2 separate regions of the Zea mays genome follow, and region 2 is linked to region 1. A link is a contact called in public Hi-C data. All regions are on one chromosome and are shown on one strand. The core of a region is the stretch at or near the end of the contact, and the rest is flanking DNA. Distances in the headings are between cores, read along the strand shown. Region 1 holds the start of LOC100272666. Region 2 holds the start of LOC100281546 (AMP-binding protein).

Evidence for each region. Hi-C and Micro-C count contacts between places; a contact is called where the count stands out from the background.
Region 2: a contact with region 1 is called in a Hi-C map of leaf, with 1.9 times the contacts expected there. The contact joins the promoter of LOC100281546 here to the promoter of LOC100272666 in region 1. A contact is called at or near these places in 5 of 25 Hi-C or Micro-C datasets (bundle sheath, ear, leaf and 1 more).

Annotation. Positions count from the first base shown.
Region 1 is chr4:192,787,536-192,790,092 of Zm-B73-REFERENCE-NAM-5.0, reverse strand. It overlaps LOC100272666, which reads left to right and starts at 1,267. Exons shown (of 7, transcript NM_001147124.1): 1 at 1,267-1,991; 2 at 2,095-2,367. The coding sequence starts at 1,272.
Region 2 is chr4:193,002,498-193,005,054 of Zm-B73-REFERENCE-NAM-5.0, reverse strand. It overlaps LOC100281546 (AMP-binding protein), which reads left to right and starts at 1,276. Exons shown (of 23, transcript NM_001154465.3): 1 at 1,276-1,530; 2 at 2,556-2,557. The coding sequence starts at 1,407.

The sequences.
Region 1 (2,557 bases), core at 18-2,517:
TCATCAAACTTGTTCATCTATATCATCTCGTTTCTTAAACTTGTAAATTATTTGTTTAGATCTCAAACTTGATTGATTGTGTATACCGGCTCCTAAACATGAAAATCACATGTTTTAGGAACTCAACCTTTTTTTTTGTCATCACGGTCCCCATATTACAAGTCACACATTCAAATCCTCTATCAATATTCAGATCTTAGAGCCGGTCTAAATAGATATACATATATCCATGTGATATATAGATACGGTACGCTTACATATGGAGCCTAAATTCCAACTTTGTATTTCTTCTCCATCCTCTCTATCTCGTGGGCTCTATCTTTTCTCGAGTAAGCTCGTAGAACCCGTGAAGATATCCTTTACATATGGATATGTGTCGAGACCAATTTAAACAAGCTTTGAGACACAACATAGATGTGATTATACTGTAGTCACCATGTTTGACAGTTTAAGGACTAAAAGTGACTATACTTTAGTCACCAAACTTTAGAAGGTGGGATCCAAACGGGACCTAAGAGGAAGATGTGATTTATGAGTTAAGGTAACATGATGACAGGCTGCAAGCAAACATAATAAGACTATATCCAAACATACATATTCCCTCTATCCCTTATGTACATCCCTCCTTTTACAAACTACTCTAAAATATTCACTCATCTATACTTCAATCCTCTTCAGCAGCATCCACTATATCTCGTATTCTATACTTAAGTATCCATATTAAGACATATTTTATTCTAAATTTTTATACGTATATATTTGTCATACTCTCAAATTATATATTTGTCGTACCCTCGAATGGTTTATACTTATTTTACTTGATATGTTGTTTAAAATATATAAATAGATAGATAAGAAAAAAGAAGAGAGAGAAAGAGAGTCTATATAGATATAGATGATGGAGGAGCATTATCTATATTTATTATACCCTCAAATATTTTATACATATTTTACAAATTTCCTTAGTTGTTATCCGCTTCTTCTCTCCTCAATCCTAATATTAAGCATGCTTGCAACCTGTTATTATATCTATTCCTAAAGCCTATAGAAAAGAGAAATGTTATTTAATTATAGTGTATAGGATACTTTATAGATTTCGTTCGAGTCGGTCTAATAAATACCTCCACCAACATCCTCCACTTTTGTGTGGCTGGTGGTGCCAAAGAATCTCTTATCTCTGGCAACAGCGCATCACTCACACAATCTGTCACTCCCCGACACGCGCACGAGCTCCACTCCCCACTCCGCACCCAACCCAAGGCGCCACTGCCATGGACGCGGGCGGTCCGCCGCCGCTGTTCCTCCTGGGCGCCGTGCTGGCCGCGGCGCTGGGGTGGCTGCTCGTGGTCTGGCGGGCGGCGGCGGGGCGGCGGCGGTCCGCGTCGGCGCGGCTGCCGCCGGGGAGCACGGGGCTGCCGCTCATCGGGGAGACGCTGCGGCTCATCGCGGCGTACAAGTCGCCGAACCCGGAGCCGTTCATCGACGAGCGCGTGGCGCGGCACGGCAGCGGGGTGTTCACGACGCACGTGTTCGGCGAGCGCACCGTGTTCTCCGCCGACCCGGCCTTCAACCGCCTGCTGCTGGCCGCGGAGGGCCGCGCCGTGAGCTGCAGCTACCCGTCGTCCATCGCCACGCTGCTGGGCCCGCGGTCGCTGCTGCTCACCTCGGGCCCCGCGCACAAGCGCCTCCACTCGCTCACGCTGACCCGCCTCGGCCGCCCGGCCTCGCCGCCGCTGCTGGCGCACATCGACCGCCTCGTCCTCGCCACCATGAGGGGCTGGGACCGCCCCGGCGCCGGCGCCATGCGCCTCCTCGACGAGGCCAAGAAGATCACCTTCAACCTCACCGTGTGGCAGCTCGTCAGCATCGAGCCTGGGCCGTGGACCGAGAGCGTCCGGCGCGAGTACGTGAAGCTCGTCGACGGCTTCTTCTCCATCCCCTTCCCCTTCGCCTCCCTCCTCCCGTTCACCGTCTACGGCCAGGCCCTCAAGGTGCTCGCCCCTTTGCCTTTCTCCTCTCCTCCTTTTCCCCAGTCTCTACCGTAACGGATCGATGTAATAAAGATGCGTTTTTTTTCTTTCCTACCCGATTCAGGCGAGGAAGAAGGTGGCCGGAGCTCTTCGGGAGGTGGTAAGGAAGAGGATGGACGACAAGGCGGAGGACGACTGTGGCGCCAGTAAGAAGAACGGGGAGAAGAAGGACATGGTGGAGGAGCTCCTCGAAGCGGAGGGCGGGAGCTTCTCCGTGGAGGAGATGGTGGACTTCTGCCTGTCCCTGCTGGTGGCTGGGTACGAGACCACCTCCGTGCTCATGACGCTCGCCGTCAAGTTCCTCACCGAGACACCCACCGCACTGGCGCAGCTCAAGGTACATCCGCCCGACTAGGAATCATCATCAATCATGGGAGATTTGCTTGGCAATTAGAAATTCCGTGTGCTACTAGCACAATTCTTTCCTTGCGCACGTGTGGGTGGTAGGGACTGCCGACAGTTGAACTGGCTTGGGCATTGGGGAGGAAGGATACGTCAACTTGATTTCGTAATACGATGATATTTTT
Region 2 (2,557 bases), core at 27-2,526, 210 kb before region 1:
CGAGATTAGCGGGGATAGAGAGTAGAGCGGATGCAGACCTTCCAGTACGCCCTTCCATGAACGGTGCGGAGGCTGATGACTTTGGGCCGACGATGGTGCAGATGGGGAATGGAGGTGGCGTCGCGGACAATGAACGGAGGCGGCGACACGGAGGTAAGAAACCCTACCTGGCGTGAGAAACAGAGAATTGGAGGGGCGGGAGGGCGGAGGGAGATGGTAGGCACAGGGGATCTGTGCCGTCGAAGGAAGGAGCAAGCGGCTCCAGGAAGCGCGGAGGGAGGCGAGCGCGGATGGCGGCGGATGGAGCGCGGAGGGAGATGGCAGGCTCGGCGCGCGACGGCAGAACCGTAGAATTGTGGACGCCTACGATAGGCACATAGTTAGTAGTAGAGATTGAGCGGGGTCTGGACTCTCTCATCTCCCTCAGCCTTACGTTTACACAGGTCCGTCTCTAGTATAGCCGTGGGGCATTAATTAATTAAAAAATATACTGTTAGAAGACATCACATTGAGGCCTCCGTCCACACCCACCGATTATTATGTATTATAGACTATAGTAGAGCGTGTTTGGTTAGCCCGGTAGAACAATGTTTTGGATCGAGATCATCGTCAATTCTGCTCGTCTGATGGGTTGGCTACCGTCGCCAAACGGACCCAAACGTACGTAGAAGAAACTCCAATGTGGACATCTAGCAGCAGCAGGAGGCACGCAGAAACGATGATGATAGCGTAGCGACGTCGTTCACACCGCGGCGCGTTCCTACCACGTTGCGTTTCCACATGCAATGCAGGACGTGGTCACCGCGCGCCGTGTCGTTGCCGCTCAGTCTCTTCCCACACCGCCGGACGCTCTGCGGGGCCGCGCGTCCGCCCGTGCCGTGTCCTGCCATGCCATGCCGTGCCGTTCCGTGCCGCGTCGCGTAGCGTAGCGTCGCAGGACGAGACGAGAGACGCGCGCACGCAAGCAAGCAAACTGACGCTTGAGACAGCAATTTTTTGTTTATGTCGTTATTATTATATATTTGTAATTACTAGTATTATCCCTATAGACGGCGGGCGCCAAAAAGGCGTCGGGAGCGCCGATGCACACTTGATTCCATCTAGAAACCGTTTTTTTTTTTTGCCTACTATACTATACGGCTAGTAGTAGGCGCACGCAAGCGGCAAAGCGAGCGAGCACGAGGAGCCGTGTCCGTCTCCGTCCGTCCCCGACCGACGCGACGGCGACGCACCATATCGCTATCCCTACCCTCTCGGTTCCCACGCCAACAACGCATATCCGCCACCTCGGGGGGTCCCTCCCTCCTCGGCCTCGCGCGCGCCTTCCCACACATCCTCCTCCCCCCCACGCCACGAAACGCCAAAGGGAGGGAGCCCGAGCCTAGCAGGAGCAGCGCAAGGAAACAATGGCGCGGGAGGAGCAGGAGCAGTCCGCATTGGGCGCCGCCCACGTCCACCACCACCAGCCTCCGGCCGGCGGATGCGGCCTCTCCGCCAACCCCACCGCCGCCGCAGCCGAGTACGCCCACGGTACGTACGCCGCGCTCCCCCCCCCCCCCTTCCCTCCCTGTCACCTATCGCCCCTCCTCTCCAGTTCGGGATGCATGCGGCGCCGCGGGGTGGGATGTCAGGCTCGGAGGGAGCTACTCCGCCATATACTTATACTATTTACTATTTTACCATCGCTACAATACCCACCCGCCGCCGTCCTGTGTGGGACGACGAGACGAATTGAGCCGATCCGAAGCGCTCTAGAGCTAGTCGCAGGCAGCCGTGTCGGGGGCGCGCGTCGGCTGCCGGAGCCGCACACGGGGCGCCGCCACGTACCAGCAGCGGATCGATCGCTTGACCGCTCTACCTTTTTTTAACCGTATACTAGTATAAGACTGCGAACCGCCGCTTTTTTGCACTGAATCGGGGACTCCTCTTCAGATGGCAATGGACTGGGGTGTCTCATCCCTTTTTTGACTTTTCTCCCTATATATCGAAATATCTAATGCTATGGGTAGGCCGGCAGCCCCCACAGTTTTGATGCAGGAAACGGTGGTGCGAGTGAAAAAAAGAAGAAGAGGTGCTGCTCTTTCAGTTTGGATTTTGGAATTCGCTTCTGCTGTGCCTGTGTCGGCTGATTACGGTGCACCCACTTTGTTTAGTGATGGAGACTAGAGAGGACGCTGGTTGTTTCATGCAAACGAGATCCTCTTGCCGTTGCGATGCACATGTATCAACAGTATGACATGCTGCTATAAAGTATAAACAATGGAAAGCATAGAGAAACTGTATCCCTATATTAATCGATGCAGTGGGCAGGCTTACGTTCGAATCTGTACACTGTTTTTTTTTTACAATTAATGTGGACATCAATGGTTTGCTGCTATCTGTTGCTTACCTGCCCATCGCCCAATACCCATCGGCCCCATTTATATCATTCCCAGTTTCAACTGTTCATGTTTCAGTGAGCGACCATTTCTCAGAGGCAACATGCATATTTTCCATCTGTATCCAAACCTAAGATTTCATTAGCACTTGACTTTTCATGTCTTTTTATTCAACAGAA